2 separate regions of the Arachis hypogaea genome follow, and region 2 is linked to region 1. A link is a contact called in public Hi-C data. All regions are on one chromosome and are shown on one strand. Each heading gives the region's core, a stretch centred on a gene start, on an enhancer-like site or on the middle of the called end of the contact. The rest is flanking DNA. Distances are from core to core; before and after follow the strand shown.

Evidence for each region. Hi-C and Micro-C count contacts between places; a contact is called where the count stands out from the background.
Region 2: a Hi-C map of leaf shows a contact between it and region 1, with 2.5 times the contacts expected there. The contact joins the enhancer-like site here to the promoter of LOC112720823 in region 1. A contact is called at or near these places in 2 of 8 Hi-C or Micro-C datasets (both in leaf).

What each region holds. Positions count from the first base shown.
Region 1 is chr11:48,331,114-48,337,202 of arahy.Tifrunner.gnm2.J5K5, reverse strand. It overlaps LOC112720823 (ADP-ribosylation factor-like protein 2), which reads right to left and starts at 3,732. Exons shown (of 7, transcript XM_025771916.3): 1 at 3,559-3,732; 2 at 2,835-2,888; 3 at 2,404-2,728; 4 at 2,173-2,283; 5 at 1,107-1,269; 6 at 854-934; 7 at 1-209. The coding sequence starts at 2,468. The coding sequence ends at 72. It overlaps LOC112720822, which reads left to right and starts at 4,049. Exons shown (of 5, transcript XM_025771915.2): 1 at 4,049-4,361; 2 at 4,460-4,537; 3 at 4,647-4,731; 4 at 5,150-5,238. The coding sequence starts at 4,080.
Region 2 is chr11:48,908,314-48,915,071 of arahy.Tifrunner.gnm2.J5K5, reverse strand. LOC140176355 (a long non-coding RNA gene) reads right to left here. Exons shown (of 2, transcript XR_011867544.1): 1 at 6,619-6,758; 2 at 6,237-6,511. Among protein-coding and RNA genes, the nearest start is that of LOC140176355, 4.0 kb to the right of the region's middle. Within about 2 kb of position 1,946, at least 2 of the 3 cell types and tissues checked have open chromatin away from gene starts, as enhancers often do.

The sequences.
Region 1 (6,089 bases), core at 2,483-4,982:
GACAGTTTATTCCAAAGACAGCATACTAGGTTCAAGGATGCTCAGGAAAGGTTGAACCATTTCCTGAATTATTAATCAAGCATGTAGATTCTGGAGGCTATGTCCTGGACTAACCAATCAAAACCCTCAAGCAGACCCTCGCCAGTGTATGCACTACAGCCAACTATCTTCCAATGACGAGATTTGTCCATGGCTTCCAAGTTAAGCACCTGAGCCGTAAAGGACAATATTAAAAACCAAACAATAATATATTAAACCAGGGATAACTAGCTTGATTTATAAGAATATGGTATGAGAGACTTAACGGTGAGCTTTTCATGATTATGATTGATGCTTACAATTGAAGTGACAATTCATTTGATAGTAATCATATCAAAATCAGTTTTGTTTTCGCATTTTGCATGATACTACCTATAATAGAATAGTGTTTTAGACATGCTTAGGAGTTCAACTCGTTATTCGCATATATGCTGTGTTAAGAAATCTAGAAAAAAGGTTACACTGATTTGAGGAACAGTTAGTTTGTCTTCACTTTCCAAGACAAATGCCAAATACCCTGATCCCCACTTCTCTTTATTTATAGTCACTAACTTCCCCTAACTAACCACCCAACCACATTACCCCAAATGCAAACCAAGACAAAATTCAATGCATGGAAAGGTTAAAGATGATTTGAAATTAGTTCTCAGACAGATTTCAGTGCAGACAATGTTTGGGCATAGAAATTTAACTACAAAAGAGAGCATTTGAGAGAATAAATACAAGTTAAACTATATAAATTTGGTGAGGGAGGCTATAAAAAAGTTAAGGAACTGATGTAGTGATTGCTTAGAGATGACAAAATTAAGTTTACCTTGGCTATCTCTTCAGGCATAAGGGCACCTTTAATGTCCTGTTTATTTGCTAGTATCAATAAGGATGCTCCAGATAGCCTCTATCACAAGGGAAAAAAAAAAGGTATTAAGAACATTAGTAATAATTGAGAAATATAGGAAGTTAAGGGAGAAACAGTTATGAATTGAGCACCTAAGTTAGTAACAATAAGAAAAGAGATACCGCTTTGGTTAAGTACAATAGATACCACTTGGATTGAACAGAAAACAGACCTCTTCCTTTAGGAGGTTATCGAGCTCCATTTTGCAATCATCCAACCTTCTTAGATCTGAACTGTCAACTACCCAAACCAAACCATCCGTTTGCTCGAAGTAGTTTCTCCAATAAGATCGTATTGTTTTCTGTCCCCCGACATCCCATATATTTAGGGTGTACCTGCCATTTCAATGTGTTTACACGCCTTAGCATTTAGTTAATTATTGTACGATATGAAGCAAACAAAGGCCAAAAACAAAAAGAACGAGCATGTTGTGTATCGAAAAAGTGAAAATTACAAGAAAATACTCCCAAATAAATTCTAAAAGGAAATCTTTCACGCACTTAGAATAAATCTCAGCCAACACCCGAGCTAGAAATGGATTCAACAAAATTTTGGGATCTCAATAACAAATATGGAAACAGGACTGCCATCAACTAAGTCATAACTCATAACGCTAAATCGCAGTTCAAGTAAATATAAGTTTTAGTTATGCAACTGTGTTCACAATCAGTACTTTCATGATTGAAACTCACACCTACTTTTTTAAGTGTGATCCATGTATGTCAACCAGAATGTCTAATCATTAAGTTTGACAATCACCTCTTTATTCTGTGTATGACCATGAGAAGGAAGGAAATGGGAATGTTGGAGTGACATATCCTTTAAACACAGCAGCACTCAAATCTAGAAAAGATTAATATCATCTAAGTATGTTTTGATCATACCATCAAACTTTGATGGTTGTTTGGAAATGTCATCACTATTCCAGAACCGTACATGAGATTTTAGTTTCACCACTATCAAACTAACTACATTTCCCAATTGCAGTTTTAGCTGAGATATTTCACTCATCAGTGACAAATTTCAAAAAAAAAAAAAAAAAAAAATCAAAGTCTTTCCCTTTAAACAAAAGAGTAATGCTACCAAGGGGTCACAACCCATATCTACCCCTAAATAGTGACTATAGTAATATAAACTCATCCTCATATTTTTCTCTCCTAAGAAAAATAGTACAAGATAGCTAACAATAGTAGGGACTGTGATGTTTTGTGAAGTGAAATGAGAAGAAGATTCCTCACTTTTGGTAGGTGATGGTTTTGATGTTGAAGCCAAGAGTAGGACTAATGACGCTAGTATCCTCCCCGTTAATCTTCAAAACGATTGTTGTCTTCCCAGAATTGTCCAATCCCCTGTATAGTATGTAGCAAACAAAGGGCAAGAAGGTAATTAGGAAAAAATAATTCAAGAAAGTAGATAACAAAAACGAGAGAGGGTTTTGAGAGAGAGATCGGAAGTGGAAAGAAACTCACACCATAAGAATTCGCATTTCCTTCTCTTTTCTTTTGATCTTACGAATGATGCTGAGAAGACCCATCGAGAAGAGAAAAGCTCGAAATGCTGGTGGTGGGGCCGAAACGAAGGCCGGAGAGGTTAGGTGAATGTGTCACCGACGCGGCCGGCGGCTCCGCCGATGAGGAAAAGGGATGGTAGCCGTAGCGCAGGAACCTGGAGACGACAATGAGGCCGAGGTGGAGGTTCTCGGGTAACTAGCAACGCTGCAGGCGGAGGATGACGGGGATGTTTTCCAGGAACTTGTGGTGGCCGGCTGGGGCACCCGAAGCGAGATGAGGAAAACTGCAAGTGAAAGAGCTAATATGTTATGGTGAAGGGTTCTGGGGTGGTGAAAGAATATCAAGGATATTACGTAAACAAATTGAAAGCTTGCTGAAAATGGCATTACCAAAACTACAGTGTCGAGTCTGCAATCTCCCAATCTAAAAACATGAGAAAGTACCTATAAAAGTTCCCATTACAATTGTTACCAAATAAAAACCAAAAAATAAAAACACATTTTGTTGTTTCACCAATATATCATCTCAAATAGGTTGTGCAATTGATACAGTTGGGAACCAAAATTGAGTTCCAAGGGAAAAAATGGATCAAAAAATGCAACTTACCCATTTTTAGTCCTAAGCTTTCCAGTATTTCCTATCAGTCACAAACCCAAAAAATATCAACCATTTGACAAGGAATTCATAGTTTATTAATAGTTTTCTGTTAGCTCTATGTTGGGCCTGGTAACAAGATAAATTCACAGCCTAGATATTCTGAACACATGAAAATGCATGGATTGTGTAGATCATATGACCAATATGATTTCTTTCTTGATTTTTTGTAAAGTGGGTCTCTATCATCTCTTTCTCCATTTTCTTTTCTCTTTATCTTAATAAAATTCTTCTCATGAAAAAGAAATAGATAAAAATGAAAATCTCTAAATGGATGAGCAATGAGCAGTGATAGAGTCATCAATCCTCAATTTAATTAACAGGATTAACAAGATTTTCAATTTAAGCAAGAAGTAATGAACAATGAGCACACAGAGTCATCAATCATCATCAAGCAGGGACAGAGCAAAAGCTAATCAACCAAGAACGAGGCTGAGCACTGAGCAGAGCAACCATTACCTTCGGTGAGGGCAGTGAGTAGAGTATGAGGAAGAGCAGTTGAACGCGACGAACGACGGCGACCTGGCGATGACCGCGACGACGGACGAAGAGCGGCCGAACAGGACCCCTGGACGAGAACGCTGGCGACTGGTGAATAAGGAGAGGGATTGGAGACTTGGAGCACGACAACCAGGCGAAGAAGGAAGTTCCTGAGCGCGACGACAACCCCGGACGGCGGCAGAACCGTTGAAGCTAGGGTTTTGGTTTGGGGATTTTTTGAACTTTGCTTCTGATTCATTCACGAATGAGGGGGTGTTGGGGGAAGGGGTGACGCGTTGGGGAGTTGGGTTTTCTTTTTTTTGTGTAAAAGAATTTAATTAATTTTTTTTTTATAAAAGGATGAAATTCTATAGTAGAATTTTTTTTCAAAACTCTTGTAATTTGTAGAAATACTTTTATTCTAGTTAATTAATTTAGTTTTTCTAACACCTAATCCCTCTAGCTAGGTGGCTCTGTAGCAAACTACCACAAGAACAAGAATGGAAGCCCTGGCGGAGCTGGAACGAGTTCAAACCCAGCTCCTGAAACGCATATCGGAGTTAGAAAAACAAAACCAAAACCACTCCACTCCATCAACTGATTCTCCCATCGTTGACGAAGCTGACACCGTTACTCGTCTTTCCTCCATTTTGCGCTCTAACGCCGTTAACGACTTTTCCTTCAAGAGGGTCCCACCTGATTACTACGACTGGTCTCTTGAAGCTCGACGCGATGCCCTCGCTGCTCACTCCATCCAACATCTCTGCAAAAGCATCGTTTTGGTATTCACTATCCTCATTCTCTTCAAACTATAAAATCATTTTATAATTTAATTCATTAGCTGAAATCGTGAAATCTTGTTATCGTGCTCACTGGTCAGGTTAACACGCAAGCGCCCGCTAATGTCGTTGATTGTAGCGATCGCAAAAACTCCAAGTATTATGTTGTTGTGGTTCAGGTGGCCTGTAATTATTTGTTAAATTTTGGGAATGAACTCGTTGCTGTTAGGTGTTAATTTGTCTTTAATTATGCGTCTGTGTATTGCTTTGTTTTGTTTTGTTTTGCAGTACACAGCGCGGTTCAATGCCGAGGCTGTCAAGAATTTTCTGTATTCGCTCAACAATGGAAGCATAGCGAAGAAGAAATTCAACAGTAAGTTATTTTGTTTTTGCATTTTACATCATTCTATTTATGTGCGTAGTGTCTGTGAAGGGGAGCCTTAGTACAACGGTTGAGATGTCACATGTTTAAGCTGGGAAAACAGGTAATTATCTATTAGGCTGCCTACATTATTTCTTTTGGATTCGGCCCTTCTCCAAACCCACATTAATGCGGGATGCCAGTGCACTTGAAAGTGCCTCACCTTTTCCGCTGATTGTTTGGTTATCTTGAGATTAGCACAAGAATGTTTGAATGAAATTTGTAGAATGCGGTGGCATTGGAAGGAAAAAACCAGTGTGTTAGTTATATCAGTTGCAAGTTGTTTAACATTATAGTATTATACCATACTTGTTTATTTTCCAGTCCTTTCTATATTTTGAAATTTGGAAGTTTTATTTATTGTATGCAGTGAGGCTGGCTCCTGAGCAGACATCAACAGACTTAACTGGATATGGGCACAATGCAGTGACTTGTATTGGCATGAAAACTGACATTCCGGTAAGACTTGTCCTGTGGATTAATATAGGAATCTTATGATATGTGCTGACAACAAAATATCTGCAAGTAGTTAACAAGAATATAACTTCTTAAACAAGCTATTTAAGACAAGTAGGGCTATATGACCAACAAAGTTTATCATTTTTTGCTAACACTTGGCCAGCTCTAAATACTAAGCATTAAATTCTAAACCCTAGATCCTAAATGCTAATAGTATAAAGGTAAAGTATTGGCCCAGTGTGTTGGCTAATATTGATAAAATGTTTTTGTTCCCTAACATTTCTCATTTATGGCTCATCACTTTTGTGATTAAGTTGATTTGCCTTGCACTTGGATTAATAATTGGTGTAGACAAGGATTGCTTAGCAACAGAATATGAACAGTGGATGGAATAATTATTCCATCTTTTTTATTTTTAATTTTCTTTTATTTAACTTTGTTTATACAGATTAGTACTTAATCCCCATTCCTTGTTCAAGCTGATGATGTGATCTAGCTGATTACATGTGGCATTTACGAAGTCCCCCCCCCCCCCCCCCCCTCTCTCTCTTTTTCTCTCATTTTGGTTGTTGTGTCTTTTTGATGCCTTGGATTAGCAATAAGGCGTATAACCCTTTTTCTAATTATCTGTTGCAACAATAGGTCACAGCCTCTTTTACTTTGCTGTAACATATTAATAGTGTCCCTGCCATATGATCTGTGGTCTCATGAACATCTGTATAAACAACTGAATCTTACCAATCTTTCTTCTGTCCTGCTGTTTCTGGTTCAAAGCTCTAAATTATGCCTGTCTCTCTGTCTAAAATCCAGGTCTGGGTTGACATCAGAAGTTATGTATTTTTTAGGATGTG
Region 2 (6,758 bases), core at 697-3,196, 580 kb before region 1:
TCAAAGATACATAAATATCCGATGAAAACTCAAGTGCAGTCGACTTCACGTAAAGTTAATAATTAAGAACTGTTAGATAATTTAATTGATTTGACTAAATTTTTATCTAATAACTCTTAATTATCAACTTTATGTGAAGTCGACTATACCTGAACTTTCACCGTATTTAAAAGATTGGTTTTGACGACGAAAACATTATACTTAGCGAGATTTTAATATTTATAAATTTTCGATTTTTCTTTATTAAAAACAATTCTTGAAGTATATTTTAATTATAAATTTTTATATATATTTTTACTCATCGCAAATTTTTTTATGTATATTTTTTGTCTATTTAGTCATGATTAAATTGTCATGGTTTCTGACTCTCAGATTATTAGATGAAAAAGTCTAAGGGACCAACACTTTTATTAAAATTTAGCCAGCACTTAATCAGTAAAAAAAAAGTGAATAATTTTATACCATTAGATAAAATTTTACACCATTAAAAATATCGATAATGACTAATTAATGGTTACAAATCACAAAATTTACTGATCCCTAACACTCTTATTAGATAGCAACAACATGCCACTTTTTAATTTTATTATGGAGGCTAGAATGGGGTAGGACCCCGTTATGGGGATCAGGTGTGCTTTACCTGCATGTGGTGTCAGCAGGTAAGAAATCGGACGGTGCGAGTGGGGCGAGGCTTATCGGACAGTCCGACTTATTCACTACAACACAGACCATGCGAGTTGTTGAGGGAAAATAAAAAAGAAATTTTCATTCATGCAGAACTCGAAATGTCCGATAAGTTTCATATAAATTTCAGATATTTCCTTCATACAAAACGGACCCTCCGATTTGCTTACAAAAAATTTTCAACAATGAAATCGAAGGGTCCAATTTCTTAACACCAAATTTGAACAAAAATTGTCCCACAAATTGGTCTACTACCTCTAACATCTATAATTATGCACAACACATTCACAGCTTCCATAACAAAAAAATCAACCACAACATGCAATGTGTCTTTTGTAACAATATCACAATAGTCAAAATAATAGGAAATTTAATTCTTTAAGCAAGTGTATGTATTATATAAGTTTGAAATTCTTATTTAAATTTCAAGAAATTAAATTGAATTAGTTGAATTTTCCATAACAAAAATTGATAAGGCTTACTAAAAAATATACATGTTATTATAAAATTATTTTATTTCAAAAATTTAAACACCACGGGAATAACGTTATTTGCACTAATTTTTTTTTTTACAATTCTTTTGTACACTTTTAGCTTTTTAATATTCAAAATGATCGATAAAAAGTAAAAGAAGATAAAATATTTTTTTATACCATAAAAAGAGAATATATAAAAAAGGTTATGTACAAAAAAAATGCAAATATTATTTTTAAATTTACACTGATAACTAAAGATACATAAATAATTTTATATATAATTCATCTCTTCAAACAATAATCTCTTTTCAACTTAAAATGTGATTATACATAAATATTTTTTTATTTCTCATATACTAAATTTTTTCTTATTCTAAGAATCAAAGCCTAAATCGTTTTATTAAAAACATGTATATATTATAAAATCACTTGACGAAAAGAGATTAAACCGACAAGTAGAATCATGGATTATATATCTAACGCTACCATAAGTTTGTCCCTCGTAATAATAACAATCCATCCACTACCGAGGAAGCTATAGGGATATAGTAGTAACTAGTTCATTATGTTATTGTGGATTAATCATTTTTATCATTGGACTAAATTTTAATTAGTATAAAAAAAAGTAGTACTTTGAAGAAAAAGAAAATCACATAATTCTTATATCAGATAAAATTCCAATTATATTTGATATAAAAAATTAGTGGGGCACAGAGAGATGGAGAGAAAGAGATAGGGAATATAAATGGAAGTTTTGGAATCATGTGCTGTGGTTTTGTGATTTCGAGAGAGTACTGAGTCTCCGTGACCGTGAGCTGGCTGCAGGAGGTCAGTCCGTGACCTAGCTAGTTCAGTTCGAGTCATGATTTTTAAAATTGGACTGGACCGACCGATCGATCTAATCGAAAATTGACAATGTCAACGGTCCGGACACTCGAACGTTCCCACTGCGTGCTTTTCATTTTCATTGCATCCATCCCTATCTAGTATCCTGTTTCTATTATCTTTTATATATTCATTGGGAAAGTTTTCACATATGTCATTGTACTTTATGAAACGTTTCAAGTATTCCATCGTACTTTCTTGAAAATTGGATATACGTTTAGATAATATTGTGTCCATTTATTATGTAGCGAAGAATTGAAGGACAACAATAATCCTTAGCAAAGGTTTAAAAAGATGATATTGGATAGTTTTAGAAATGGGGTAGCACAGTGTGACGAAAGTCAGCTATATTACTATGATCGTAGTGATTTCGCTTGTGTTGTATGAAGTATGTTCTTTTGGTCAAAATTAATAGAAAAAAAATGATGAATTTAACAATTAGAAATGGACTATATTTAATTAGGTGAATTCTATCCAATTTTCTCTAAAATAACGTATAAATTATTCTTTATCATGTGTCACGTTTTAATTGGTTATTATATTAACCATAGTTGGATTATTTTGTAATTTATTATTTGAGATGGGTAATGATATAATTTCTTAAAATATCAACACCTCACTCCCGTTAATTGAAACATCTTTCCACTCCTCCATTCTTTCTCCGTCACGTAGCTTCAGTACTTCCAAGCATCGTAGTCGCCGTGGTGACAAGAAGAACGACGTCGTCGTCATCTACTGCCCTCTCACGCAATCTCTCTTTCTTTATCCCTTAACGACGTCGTTGAATTCCCATCGTCAATAACTTTGCCGTCCTATTCAATATAGCCAGCGCCGAAATCATCGCTATCTCCTATCCTCTCACTCAATGCCGTGGATCACTCTTTACTAACATAAGTAATGTTTAGTTTGGTTATTAAAAGTATAATAAAATAAATCTATTCAGAGTACTTAAAAGTGTAATTAAAATAAAGAACATGTTGGAATAAATTATTTTATTAATCCAGATCATCCATATTGAGTCACCAAAAATATATCATAATGTGGAAGCGTACCTTTACTAATAGAAATTAGAAATTAGATGGAAGGATTGTCTCAATCTTGTGGTTCCTTCGATCTTCCTCAACTAAAGCCTTCTGTATTCCTAGGCGACTGGATTGCAACTCTTTTGATGGGGAAAGAGCAACAAAGGCGGCTTTGGTATATTGGGGACCGAAACCCTGAAGGACTATTTATATTTGAGCATGACACCCATTAAACCGTAAAGCCCAAATAAAATAGTATCTAAAGTCTAAAAGATAATATATCTAAAATACAAAATAATTATCTAAGGAATAAAAGATAATATCTGCTTTTTATTCTCATTTAATTCCAAATCAAAAGTAATAATGACTTATTCAATTTAGCATTTATAACAATAAATGAGATCACCATTATATAAGTCATTTAATTTGAAATAGCATAATTTGTGATTATAATTAATATATGTATTGTCCACAAACAAATTAGAAAATTAAAATAATTTCCTAACAATCTCTCACTTGGGCTATACATATATTTGACATAATCACATCTTATAAACTTTATGCGCGCATCTGAATGCTATTTCTCTCATTACTTTAACAATCTGGTCCGTCTCATATATTAGATATGGAACTACCCCGGCTTTTATCACATTAATGTCGTGACTAAACCACGACAATCACCATCCTAATATACTTAACGACATAGATCAAATTTGGATGAGTAACATGGAAATTACATGCCAAGTGATCTCATGCATGTCTATTTCCAGCTGGTCCAACTTTAAAACTTTATTGAGATAAAACACAATACAAATATTGCAAAATGAACATTTCACATAACATGAAATAAACCATCAACTTAATTTTGCAGAAAAATAACTCAATATCTGTCATAGAACATATAGTATAAAATAAACTCCCACTAAACTAAGGCATCACAAATATTGACACCCATCCGAGCAGTGTGCTCATGAAAGACTTTAGGGATCAATTTCTTGGTTATTGAGTCTACTAGCATATACTCTGTTCCTATATGTCCTATGAAAATATGTTTTTCTTCAACTTTCTCATTGACAACTAAGAACTTAATGTCTGTATGCTTCGATTTTGTCAAGCTCTTATTGTTATTGGAGTATAGTACTGCTGACTTATTGTCACAAAATATCTTTAATGACCTTTCAATGTCATCTACTATACGAAGCTCAGTGACAAAGTTTCGCAACCATATGCCATGAAATCGGAATCAGAGTACCCAATGATCTCCAAATTTTCTGATCTCTGATAAGTAAGCATGTAATCCTTTGTTCTCTTTAGATAACGCATTACGCGTTTAACAGTTATCCAATGATCCATACTAGGATTGCTCAAGTATCTACCCAACACTCCCACTAAGAATGATATATCGAGGCGTGTGCAGACTTGAGCATACATTAAGCTCCCTAGTGCTGATGCATAAGCGTTATCATGCATTGTTGTCATCTCAAGATCATTTTTGGGGCATTGCTTGAGACTGAACTTGTCTCCTTTAGTTACGGGTGTACCCATTGGTCTACAACTTTCGATGACATATCTACTTAAAATCTTTTTGATATAGTTCTTTTGTGATAATCCAAGAATACCTTGAGAGTGATCTCTTAGTATCTCGATTCCTAATACAAAAGAGGCATCACTAAGATCTTTCATTTTGAATTTGTTCGATAGAAGTTTCTTAGTTTCATGTAACAAACCTATATCGTTACTAGCAAGTAGAATGTCATTAATATATAAGACTAAGAAAATGTATTTACTCCCACTGAATTTGTGGTATACACATTTATCTATAATATTTACCTCAAAACCATATGAGGTAATGCCTTAAACTTGTGATACCATTGACGGAAAGCTTGTTTGAGATCATAGATGGATTTTCTCTTTTTTTCTGTTGGATCTCCTTAATGGTACTTCTTGAGGTTGTTGAGCTTGCTATATGGGTTGGGGTTGATGAGGATTCTCATCATTTTCCTGTACTGTAGCAGTATCTTGAGCAACAATAGTATTCACATTGTTCTCTTGTATTGTAACTGGATTTACAATAGGATTCTCATTTTGCTCTTGTACTATAACTGTATCTTGAACAACAATAGGCACAAGGACCTGATCATTGTCAGTTACAGAATTCTCATCAAAAGCAACATTTCTAATATTTCCTTCCTCCCCAAACTTAACATTCTCAAGAAATCTCGCATTTTCCGTTTCAAAAATAGACATTGATGTAGGATTGTAAAACTTGTACCCCCGTGAACGCTCAGCGTAACCAATAAAGTAGCAACTAATTGTCCTTGAGTCCAATTTTCTTTCATGCAGCCTATAAGGTCGCGCCTCAGCTGGACATCCCCAAATATGCAAATGCTTTATATTGGGCCTTTTTCCAGTCCAAATTTCATATGGAGTTTTGTTAACTGCTTTGTTTGGCACCCTATTAAGGATGTACACTGTGGTCTTTAAGGCTTCTCCCCAGAGTGATTCAGGCAAGGAAGAATGACTAATCATACTTCTCACCATGTTCTTAAGAGTTTGGTTCCTTCGTTCTGCAACACCATTCATGCTAGGTTTGCCTGGCATGGTGTATTGCGGAACAATACCACACTCCTCTAGGAAAAGAGCAAAAGGCCTGGGATGTTGCTCACCTGAACCGTCATATCTTTCGTAGTATTCACCACCACGATCAGACTCGACAGTTTTAATTTTCTTTCCAAGTTGAAGTTCAACTTCAGCTTTGAAAGACTTGAAAACATCCAAGGCTTGAGACTTTTCATAAATTAAATATAGATACCCTTAACGAGAGTAATCATCTATGAACGTAATAAAGTACCGTTGTCCATTCCAAGAGACAGTAGGGAATGGGCCACATATATCGGTATGTATCAGTTCTAAGACATCTTTAGCTCTCTCGACACCTAATTTCCTTTCATTTTTCCTTTTCCTCTTTATGCACTCAATACAGACTTCAAAGTCCGCCAAATTTAGGGGTTCAAGAATTCTATCCGACACTAGCCTCTGAATTCTCTGTTTAGAGATGTGACCTAGACATTTGTGTCATAATGATGCCGAATTCTCATTTAGTTTTCGTTTTGTACCCGTTTGCAGTATTTCATTATTATAGGAATTTAAATCAAGCTTATATAGATTATCCACCAAACGACCAGAGCAAATATTATTCGAATTATAAAAGAGACTGACCTTATTATTTCCGAACGAACAAAAATAACCTAATTTGTCCAAACGAGAAATAGAAACTAAATTCCATCTAAATGATAGTACATAAATTGTCTCAAATAAATCCAAGTAAAATCCACTCGTAGAACATAATCTAAAGGTTCCTATAGCTTCGACTACAACTATATTGCCGTCTGCCACATAAATGTATCTTTCAACATTACTTGGCGGTCGGCTCCACAGGCAACCCTGCATAGTAACACTTACGTGAGTAGTAGCAGCAGAATCTACCCACCAAGTATCAACAGGTGCATAACTTAAACTAGCCTTAGAACAAAAGAAAGTAAGAATTATACCCTTCTTTACACGCCAAGTGGCATATTTTGTACAATCCTTCTTCATGTGTCCCACCTTCTTACAGAAGAAACATGTTGAAACTTGATCTTATTTTTTAGCTTTTTTCTATTGAGAAGGCATATCCACAGTAGTATCACGC